Regions from separate parts of the Hordeum vulgare genome. Here region 2 is linked to region 1. The links are chromatin contacts, called in public Hi-C maps. All regions are on one chromosome and are shown on one strand. The core of a region is the stretch at or near the end of the contact, and the rest is flanking DNA. Distances in the headings are between cores, read along the strand shown.

Region 1 (5,866 bases), core at 1,342-3,841:
CGGACCGAAGCTACAGATCAGACTCCGACTTGATGGGCGGCTCCACCTCTAGCACCGACGACAATGCCTACACAAAGGAGGAGCATAGTTGCATCGATGATCGAAAGGGGAAGGGGTCGGCGAGGAAATGGTGATTTCCTTCGCCCTTCGCCTTTCTATTTATATCTTAACTATGTTTCAAGTAGTTTGTAGTATGGATTTGCACCGTCCGCTGCTGAATTCTGATGAACTATGTTCTTTTTGTCCGACGATCAAATGAACTGCATCTATTGACCGTCTTTTACGTAGTGTTGCATGCGTTGTATGGTTTTGAGATTTTGAATATGAGAGACGTAGGTGTGAAAACCAACAAATCAGGCATGCCCAGTTAGTGCCTCCGGACGTTACACTCAAGTTCATGACGCTGTTAGGTTAGGCCTAAAGCAATGCACACACATGTGGCCGAATTTTACTACTGTTATGATGATAGTTTTACTGTCTACCCACGACGCGCTTTAAAGGTAGGACGTGGGAGTGGTGGAGCGAAACGACACGTGAGGGGGCACGCCTAAAAGGCGCAGACACACCGGACAGGAAGAGGCAGCCCCTATGCATGCAATTGAGCAGGGTTTCGACCTTTGTAAAGGTAATCATGGATCTCCTTTTATAGGTAAAAGGGATTACGACACTGGCTAAAATGGTAATTACACAAGGGTAAACAGTGGATGCAATAGTGGTCAAACTGCTGATACCAACTATAGTGGAAAATACCTAACCTTGACGGATTAAGACAACATCATAAAATGCGTCGTGAGGTGTCGCGCTAGTGTTGCTTCGAGACAAGGATGGCTTCTCCTTCTGTGTCGTTCGCCCAGCTACCACTTATTATGTCGCCACGCCATTAGGACGAATGTCATTAAAGTAGTTGCAGTTCCTCCGAGCTGCCACGTGCACCGACAAGGCCTACCTAATGGCATGCCTGCTCGACACCTTATTGATGGAGACAATCAACCTGATGAGGTGGAGCGGTGGCGCGATAGCGGGACCTTGTCGGATGTGATGGTTGTCGAGTCTTCTTCACCGGCAAGGAGGCTTGCCGATGGCTTGTCCTTGTCGCTTGACGTTGTCTTGGCCGCAGTATCTTTCAGCATGGCTTGCCGGGTCGAAGGTTGCTGCCGTCTGTGCACAAGTCAGGGTAGTAATGGACCCGTTCTTTAGTACACCGATAGGAGCTCCCGGGTCTGGACCACATTGGAGTCCATGACGTTGTTAGGCTAGGCAAAAACAATGCACACACACGTGATCGAACTTTACTATGGTTATGATGATGGTTTTACTTCCCATCGCGATGCACATTAAACGCGGAGCTTGGGAGAGGTGAAGCAAAACGATACGTGAGGCTGCTCATAGTGGGGAGTAACATATAGTAGTATCATGCATATGTTACTATTGTATGATACTACCTTCATAATGCATAGTATCATAAACTAGTATCATAGATGATCTCATTTATTGACATGCATGACACATAGTAGCATAGCATTTAACATGATACGATATCTACCTATGTTACTCTAACCCTCTCTCTCTCTTCTTTAATTACTTGTCACACAACATGTTTGCTGGTCCCAAGACTATGATACTAGCTATGTTACCCCCACTATAGCCAGCCTGAGGGGGACATGTCTAAAAAAGCGCACCACATCGGTCAGGGAGTAGCGACCTCTGCGCATTCCGTCCTTAGGTTGCTCATAGTGGGGAGTAACATATACTACCTCTGTCACGGTTAAGTTTGCGTGCATTTCCACAACACACAAGGTTTAAGGCGCATTGCATTTACTCTTAGCAGCTAATTAGTACTCCATTGTACTACTTCTATATGCATGCGTAGTGTAAATGCTATTTTTTAACTCATTTTACAGCCAATCAATAACCACCTAGGTTCTAGAGAATTTTCATGCACGCCTTCTAAACCGTGACGGAGGGAGTAGTAGTATCATCCATATCTTACTATTGTATGATACTACCTTCATAGTGCATAGTATCATAAACTAGTATCATATGTGATCTCATTTATTGATATGCATGATATATAGTAGCATAGCATTTAACATGATATCATATCTACCTGTGTTACTCTAACCCTCTCTTTTCTTTAATTACTTGTCACATCGTCATGTTTGCTAGTCCCAAGACTATGTTACTAGATATGATACCCCACTATGGTGAGCCTTACAATGATGCATAACTTTGGCTACTTGCTCTTTTTCTTCTACTAACAAGCTGCAAAATGTTACAAGTTTTACATGGTAGGACGTATGGGGGCGAAGTTGACAAAATAACTGGGAAAATGTAAGTGTATGTTATACTTGTTCTGCAAGATGAAAAAGTATCTCTCTATATTCATTTGATTCAACTGGCATGAATATACACCAGTGGGCTCTTATAAATGTTGTCCATGTTGTCTCGAAATAGCCCAAGTCAAAGATTCTCCCAACCACACAACATAACGGAAGCAATGTGACCCGATTGGTTAATTTTCCAGACAAACAACCAGTTGGTTGGTTTTTTCTCCTCAACGACTTGTATATATACGGCAGCGCGCATTGTGAGCGATGCATCCATCCACATCCAAGCGCCAGCAGAAGGTGCCGGTGCCTTCCTTGATTGGAGGAGTGTGAATCTCTCCACCCCTTCCCAATTCCCCATCCATCAGTTGGGTTGATAGAGTGAGCCGTTGACCATAACACGCGAAAAAAGAATCTTGGATTCCTGATTCGAATCCGCCGTGGTAGAAGAGAATTGATCCGGCATGTCGGGCGGTGGCGGCGTGGTGTGTCCGCCGCCGGAGTTGGGTTTCGGCGGGCAGTACTACTCGGTGGTGAACGGCGTCTGCAGCCGCGACGAGAGCTTCTTCGGCGGGAAGCCGGTGCTGACGCAGGCCGTCGGGTACGCCGTCGTCCTCGGCTTCGGCGCTTTCTTCGCGCTCTTCACTTCCTTCCTGGTACTACACGCAGTGTTCTACTCTATTAAATCTCTATCTTCTACGTACACGGAGTATTTTTCATCAGTTGTCATCATCAGGTAGAGAAACTAATTAGCGGATCGATCGGAGCTGACTGATGAAAAACAAAGAAAACGCATGTAGGTGTGGTTGGAGAAACGTTACGTGGGCGGGTCGCAGCTGCAGACGTCGGAGTGGTTCAACACCGCCGGCCGGAGCGTGAAGACGGGGCTGATCGCCAGCGTGATCGTGTCGCAGTGGACATGGGCGGCGACCATCCTGCAGAGCTCCAACGTGGCGTGGCAGTACGGCGTGAGCGGGCCCTTCTGGTACGCCAGCGGCGCCACCGTGCAGGTGCTCCTCTTCGGGGTCATGGCCATCGAGATCAAGCGCAAGGCGCCCAACGCGCACACCGTCTGCGAGATCGTCAGGGCCAGGTGGGGCGCCCGCGCGCACCTCGTCTTCCTCGCCTTCTGCCTCGCCACCAACGTCATCGTCACCGCCATGCTGCTGCTCGGCGGCTCCGCCGTCGTGCACGCGCTCACGGGCGTCAACGTCTACGCCGCCAGTTTCCTCATCCCGCTCGGCGTCATCGTGTACACGCTCGCCGGCGGGCTCAAGGCCACCTTCCTCGCCAGCTACATCCACTCCGTCGTCGTGCACGCCGTGCTCCTCGTCTTCGTCTTCCTCGTGTACACGTCCAGCAGCAGCCTCGGCAGCCCCAAGGTGGTGTACGAGCGCCTCCTCGTCGTCGCCAGCGCCGCCAGGGACTGCTCCGGCGACCTCTCGCGCTCTGGTCAGTCTTGCGGCCCCGTCCACGGAAACCTCAAGGGTTCTTACCTCACCATGCTCAGCTCCGGCGGCCTCGTCTTCGGCATCATCAACATCGTCGGCAATTTCGGCACCGTCTTCGTCGATAACGTAAGTACAGCAGTATTCCTTAATTGTCCCTCCCGCGCGCGCTCCGGTCCGGCGGTGTGGTGGTTTGCTTGATCGATGGCGCATTGGAATTGCAGGGGTACTGGATGAGCGCGATCGCCGCTCGGCCGTCGTCGACGCACAAGGGGTACCTGCTGGGCGGCCTGGTGTGGTTCGCCGTGCCATTCTCGCTGGCAACATCGCTCGGCCTCGGCGCGCTCGCCCTCGACCTCCCAATCACCGCGGCGGAGGCGGCCAAGGGCCTCGTCCCGCCGGCCACCGCCACCGCGCTCATGGGCAAGCCCGGCTCCGTCCTCCTCCTCACGATGCTCTTCATGGCCGTCACCTCTGCTGGCTCGGCAGAGCTCGTCGCCGTCTCCTCCCTCTTCACCTACGACATCTACCGCACCTACATCAACCCGGGCGCCTCCGGTAAGCAGATCCTCCTCGTGTCCAGGGCCGTCATCCTCGCCTTCGGTTGCTCGATGGGCGTCCTGGCCGTCGTCCTCAACCTCGTCGGCGTGTCCCTCGGCTGGATGTATCTGGCCATGGGCGTCCTCGTAGGCTCCGCCGTCATCCCCATCGCTCTGCTGCTGCTCTGGAGCAAGGCCAACGCCTTCGGCGCCATGCTCGGCACCATCAGCGGCTGCGTCCTCGGCGTGGTCGTCTGGCTCACGGTGGCCAAGGTGCAGTACGGCCGCGTGAACCTGGACACCACCGGCCGGAACGCGCCCATGCTGACGGGCAACCTGGTGTCCATACTGGTGGGCGGGGCCGTGCACTGCGTGTGCAGCCTGGTGTCGCCGCAGAACTACGACTGGGAGAGCAGCAGGCAGATCACCACGGTGGAGAGCGTGGGCGCCGAAGACGACGACGAGCTCCAGGAGGAGAAGCTGGTGCACGCCAAGCGGTGGATTGTCAAGTGGGGCCTGGTGTTCACGGTCGTGATCGTGGTGCTGTGGCCGGCGCTGTCGGTGCCGGCGGGGAGGTTCAGCCTGGGGTACTTCACGCTGTGGGCGGCGATCGCGATCGCGTGGGGCGCGGTGGGCTCGGCGGTGATCATCCTGATGCCGTTGGTGGAGAGCTGGGACACCATCAGCATGGTGTGCGCGGGGATGTTGACCAACGACATCGTGTACCAGCGCCTCGACGACGTGAACCTGCGGCTGAGGGCCATCATGGGGGCCATGCCCGAGGCCGAGAAGCGCTACCAGCAGCTGCAGCGGAAGGATGAGGTGGAGATGCACCCCACCGGCACCCATCCGGCCGACGACAGCGACCATCTTTTGGAGAACTGATGAAATGATCGATGTATGTATCGTGTGTGTACAGGGGTTGGATGGCGCGTTCATTTCCACTCAGAAATGTGCAACCATTGTCATGAGACAATGCGCAGCAGTATCACGTCACTGAAGTTCGTGTGAGTACTTCTTCTGATCCAAAATAAGTATCATGGATCGGAGAGCGTAATATTTTTCTTCATGTGTACTCATATGTGTGCTTGCGTATATAAGGGCAACTCGACCCAAACGGTCGGCCTATTTGTCCGATTTTTATCTATTTGGGTTAGTTTAACGGACACGAACATCCGCTTCCGCGTTTGGTTTAACGCATATGCATCCAACGCTCGCCCGAACAAAAGGCGCATTTTGATGATACGCGACAAAAATGCAAACATTTTTGAAAATAAAAAGAAACACTAAAGCCGGTCACAAAGGCAAGTCCACGCATCCCAGTACATTAATTAAACATAAAAAACGTAAAATACGAGATATGCGTTGCCCTAGGAGTCGTCGTTGTCGATGTCGGGGCCGGTGAGGTCGATCAGCGTTGGCGCAGGGTCAGCCCAAGAAACGCCGTGTTCGAGACGACGTTGATGTCGGGGGCGGGCTGTGCCGCCGCTGCCTATGCCTCCATCGTTTATCCCGCTGGCGCGGGCTTGTGCTGGTGGTGGCGGCAGCGCAT
Region 2 (5,866 bases), core at 1,753-4,252, 50 kb after region 1:
GGAGTACAAACAGAACAAAATCTCCGGAAAGATTTTTCTTGGACCAGAAGACACCCATGAGACTTGGAGTAGGGGGCAAGGCACTTGCCGGGGGGGGCACAAGCCTACAGGGCGCCCTTGGGGGTGGCCGCGCCCCCTGGCTTGTGGGCCCCTTGCAGGTCTCCTAATCCTAATTCTTCGCCTATAAATTCCCAAATATTCCCGTATTGCCAAAGAGAGACACGAAAATACTTTTACACCAGCGGAAGCCTCTGTTCCCAAGAGATCCAATCTGGGAGCCTTTTTTGGTAATCTGGCGGAGAGGGAATTGATTACGGAGGGCATCTACATCAACTCCAGTGCCCCTCCGATGATGTGTGAGTAGTTCACCACACACCTACGGGTCCATAGCTAGTAGCTAGATGGCTTCTTCTCTCTCTTTGATCTTTAATACCACGTTCTTCATGATCTTCATGGAGATCTATCCGATGTAATACTCTTTTGCGGTGTGTTTGTCGAGATCCAACGAATTGTGAGTTTATGTTTAGATTATCTATGAATATTATTTGAGTCTCTTCTGAATTTTATATGCATGATTTCATATCTTTGCAAGTCTCTTCGAATTATTGGTTTGGTTTGGCCAACTAGGTTGGTAATTCTTGCAAAGGGAGGAGTGCTTAGTTTTGGGTTCAATCTTGCGGTGTCCTCACCCAGTGACAAAGTAGGCGTAGCGAGGCACGTATTCTATTGTTGCCATCAATGATAAAAAGATGGGGTTTTCATCATATTGCTTGAGTTTATCCCTCTACATCATGTCATCTTACTTAATGTGTTACTTTGTTCTTCGTGAACTTGATACTCTAGATGCACGCAGGAGTCAGTCGATGTGTGGAGTAATAGTAGTAGATGCAGAATCGTTTCGATCTACTTGACACGGACGTGATGCATATATGCATAATCATTGCCTTAGATATCTTCATAATTATTCTCTTTTCTATCAATTGTTCGACAGTAATTTGTTCACCCACCGCATTATTTTTCTTTATGAGAGAAGCCTCTGGTGAAACATATGGCCCGCGGGTCTATTCTCCATATTATATTTTCAGATCTATAAACCAAAAATACCAAAAATACTTTGGTGCAATTTATTTACTTTATTTCTGCAATCTTTTATATCTATCTCTATCAGATCTCATCCTTGCAAATAACTCTCAAGGGATTGACAACCCCTTTATAGCGTTGGGTGCAAGAGTTTGATCATTTGTGTAGGTACTACTATTGGGGCCTTACTTGTTCCTTTTAGTGGATTATACATTGGTTCTCAAAAAACTGAAGGAAATACTTATCTAATTCGCTGCATCATCATTTCCTCTTCAAGGGAAAACTAATACAAGATAAAGAGGTAACATTCCCTCCTCGTCAAGACCACGTATCTCTCTGAATATTGGGCCCTGCGCGAAGGAAGCCCATGGTCGGCCCGATGTGTGAAGCATACACTGCATTAACAGAACTTGCAAGCATTAGTATAGGACGGACGATGGATATGTATACGAGTGATGATATGACGACTGAAACCGATACGTACAAGATGTTATTTTTCTTTTCCTAAAATCTTCAAAGTGCTCGCGTCCTTTTTAAAGGAAACGAGCGACCGGGCTTCACATGCATGTATGTATTATTTCTTTTGTCAGCTAGTGCACGTGGATATTAGCATGAAATGTGTTCACATTAGTTAGTTTGGTTTAGAAAAAACAGCTCCACGTTCATTTATTTCAGCTTTCTGAATTTTTAGAAAGCTATATCTTTCAAACCACGTGTTAAAATTCACATATGTCTTCACTGTTGAATTCTTAACGATGACATCTTTAAAACTAGATATTGCATGGGTATGTTTTAATGAATTGTTTATGCCAATTTTAATGTTATATGGTGCAACTTCAGTATTGTATTATGCAACTTTAGTACTACATGGTGTAACTTTTTTCAAACCCAGTTTTTGAAGCTACATGATCTAACTTCATATAAGGTTGCACCTAGCACCCGTGAAAACTTGATGAGCAACTAGTCTACTACCCCGACCAGCTATCTAATAGTCAATGTGCCTCCCTTGTCCCGAGACCCGCCCCTGAGGGGGGGAGCAGGGTGGATGCCCCGGGCCCCCGACACCGAGGAGCCCTGGATTTGCTCTATCTTCTTTACTTGGCATGGCATCATCAGAATCGCACGTCACGTACGAAGGTTGTTTCATCCCATGATCTCCGGCAAAATGGAAAATTTTGATCCAAAAACGAAAGTATTTTACAAACTGGACCGTGTTCGAAAAAAAAAATCATCCGTCTGATCCTTTTATGTGACGTCTTTGGCTTAGGCATCACACTACACTGTGTGGCGCGTGACATTATGTTGTGTGGTGCCTAAGACCTAGTGTGACACCTAAGCCATAGACGTCACACTGTACTGTGTGACGCCTAAGGCAAAGGCGCCACAGAGTGAAGTGTGACGCCTGATTGTAAGATGTCACACAAAAGGATGAGTTGAGTGAAAAACAATTGAACGCGGTCCAGTTTGTGAAATACTTTTATCCATGGATCAAATTCGTCGAATTTTCCACGATCTCCATTCAGGACCATCGTATATCCTAAATCATATCGAGATCTCCGCCTATGATGGCGATTGAGTACACCATCCGCGGTTGCTTCGTTTCCCGAGTTCTGATACACCTATGCCGGCTGATGCATGTTGGCTGCAGTCTGATACTGTGTTATCCCTGCAGCGACTCCAACACATCGTCCGGCAGGCCAGAATAGTACGTCGTGTTGTAGGCTTCGTCAATCTCTGACGGGCCCTAAGCAGGTGTTCGTGGCTGCGCACCACTCGGGCGTGATGAACTAATGATAGCTTGAACCTCATACGGACGCGATGAAAGTGTTGGTTGACTTGTGCATCGCTTTCAGTACTCTATATTCGGTTCTCAAAAAAGTACTCGGTATTTCGAGCCTGGCGAGAAACGAGAAACGGAGAAAGCTTGTGGATCAGTGAATGGCTTGAGAACCATTGGGGGATGAGTACTGCACGTGCTGCATCCACGTATACTCTTCACACAAGCATAGCCTCATATACTTTTTTCTTTGGTCTTTTGGCCAATTAAATTGCCTAATGAAAAATAGTGGTCGTATATTCATGCAATGTGTCAGTATTTTCAATTCATTTTTAAGAAGTCGTCGGCTAACGAGATGTGAAAACATGGCCTAGTAGATACTCCCTCTGTAAACTAATATAAGAACGTTTAGATTACTAAAGTAGTGTTCTAAATGCTCTTATATTAGTTTATGAAGGGAGTACTCTATATAATTAAATTTTAGTGTAGAGTTGGTGGTTAATTTTATTGGATTAACTAAAACTATAGCTTTTTAAGAAAAGAGGAGTATAATGTTGTAATCGGATGCAGATGGATTTACGGTTCAATGAAGAATAGTGTCCAAACTTTTTTTTACAGTAAACACTAGTAATTCATACTACTCCATATTTTGAATATATAATGTTCTACATGCAATAAAGTACAACTTGAACAAGATTACTGCTAGGAAAAGCTTCCAAAGCTACAAATTTATTTGATGTAAATATTAAGAGGCCTCACATCATCGTTTCGCACTGGACCCCCGAAATCTCAGGACCGGTCATGCTTGTCCCTACTCATGGATGTGTAGTTTTTTTACAGTTCACACCCCTCCCCCACCTCCCCTACTAGCGATATGTGCAACTTAGTCAACTGTTTGAGCCAACTTCCTATAACTCGATCTGCAACTCCTTCCCCTCCCTACTTGAGGGTATGTAGTTTTAGTTGGCGGGGACAACAAACAGAGTTGCACAAAGTCTGCTAGGCAATTGGCCAGAGCAACATATGAAGTTGCACATCTTACAAGCAAAGGTAATTAGATGGTGAAAATTACACATCATGAGGAGAGTAAAATGTTACATATTCCTGAGGGTAGTGAAAAGTTGCATATAAACGGAGCGCTAAGGGTGTGTTTGGTTGGGGGACCAAATGTCACGGAATGGAATGGTTCCATTCCAGAGGAACGGGTTCGTTCCATTCCTGTGTTCGGTAGGAGTAAAAGAGTAGAACATGTTGGTTCCGTTCTGGTGTTTGGTTGGAAGCACATAATGAAAAATGAAATGAAATACAATTCAAAATTTTGATAGCATTTCATTTGTATTTTTAAGAAAGACAACAAAACAACATATATTGACAAGCTTATAACACATACAATTGATGCATACTATCAAATAATGGCTACCAATGAGAGAGTGACGTTTTGGTGGCCGAGCTACATGCGTGAAAACTAGAATATATGCTTTCCTTCATCCAAAGAGATTGTTTGATCAGATGTGCAGACACCAGCAATGTAGCAGATGTGTTCCTTCATCCAAAGAGATTGTCTCATGATAACCTAGCAATGTAGGAGACATTAACTAAAGTAGAGCAGATGCATGTGCTTGACATAGGGGTTGTGCAGCCACTGACTGAGCGGCTCCCCGCACCCGACGAAGCAGCCCGTGTTGCCGCTAGCAACGAAGAGCAGGAACTGAAGAGATGCAGAAGCTTATCGATGGACTGTCGAACCAGCGATGACCCACTGACCTTGCCCCTCCTCCCCCATCCACCGCCTGGATGCAAGCCGCCGCTCTGCTACAAGCCCTCTGCCAGCCTTCACCCCGCTGCAAGCCGTCGCAAGCCGTTGCCTGATACGTCTTCGTCGTATCTATAATTTTTTATTGTTTCATGCCAATATTCTACAACTTTCATATACTTTTGACAACTTTTTATACTATTTTTGGGACTAACATATTGATCCAGTGCCCAGTGCCAGTTCCTCTTTGTTGCATGTTTTTTGTTTCGCAGATTATCCATACCAAACGAAGTCCAAACGCAATAAAAAACCTACTATAATTTTTTTGGAATATTTATGATTTTGGGAAGAAGAATCTAAGCGAAACGATGCCCGAGGAGGTCACAAGCCCAGGAGGTGCGGCCCCACCCCAAAGCCACGGCTGGCAGCCTTGTGACGAATCCCTAAGGCAGTTCGGGCCCTTCTTTCGCCGCAAGAAAGATAATATCCGGAAAAAAATCGTGTTAAAATTTCAGCCCAATCGGAGTTACGGATCTTCGGGAATTTAAGAAACGGTGAAAGGCAGAATCTGGGAGCGCATAAACAGAAGGACACAGAGAGAGAGATCCAATCTCGGAGGGGCTCTCGCCCCTCCGCCGCCATGGACACCATGGACCAAAGGGGAAACCCTTCTCCCATCTAGGGAGGAGGTCAAGGAAGAAGAAGAAGAAGAATGGGGGCTCTCTCCCCCTCTCTCCCGGCGGCGCCGGAACGCCGCCCGGGACATCATCGTGTGACGGCGATCTACACCAACACCTCCGTCATCTTCACCAACACCTCCATCACCTTCCCCATCTATATTCAGCGGTCCACTCTCCCGCTACCCGTTGTACCCTCTACTTGAACATGGTGATTTATGCTTCATATTATTATCCAATGATGTGTTGCCATCCTATGATGTCTGAGTAGATTTTCGTTGTCCTATTGGTGATTGATGAATTGCTATGATTGGTTTAATTTGTTTATGGTTATGTTGTTGTCCTTTGGTGCCCATCATATGAGCGCGCGCGTGGATCACACCATAGGGTTAGTAGTATGTTAATAGGACTATGTATTGGAGGGCAAGGGTGACAAAAGCTTCAGCCTAGCATAGAAATTGATGCATACGGGATTGAAGGGGGACCAATATATCTTATTGCTATGGTTGGGTTTTACCTTAATGAACGTTAGTAGTTGTGAATCCTTGCTAATATTTCCAATCATAAGTGCATAGAATT

Evidence for each region. Hi-C and Micro-C count contacts between places; a contact is called where the count stands out from the background.
Region 2: a contact with region 1 is called in a Hi-C map of leaf, with 6 times the contacts expected there. The contact joins the enhancer-like site here to the promoter of LOC123411025 in region 1. A contact is called at or near these places in 2 of 6 Hi-C or Micro-C datasets (leaf and seedling).

Annotation. Positions count from the first base shown.
Region 1 is chr1H:360,668,183-360,674,048 of MorexV3_pseudomolecules_assembly, forward strand. It overlaps LOC123411025 (urea-proton symporter DUR3), which reads left to right and starts at 2,592. Exons shown (of 3, transcript XM_045103942.1): 1 at 2,592-2,983; 2 at 3,128-3,904; 3 at 4,000-5,389. The coding sequence starts at 2,792. The coding sequence ends at 5,199.
Region 2 is chr1H:360,717,854-360,723,719 of MorexV3_pseudomolecules_assembly, forward strand. No RefSeq gene overlaps it. Among protein-coding and RNA genes, the nearest start is that of LOC123437178, 15 kb to the right of the region's middle. Within about 2 kb of position 3,003, at least 1 of the 3 cell types and tissues checked has open chromatin away from gene starts, as enhancers often do. A contact at or near this core is called in leaf, where this site is marked.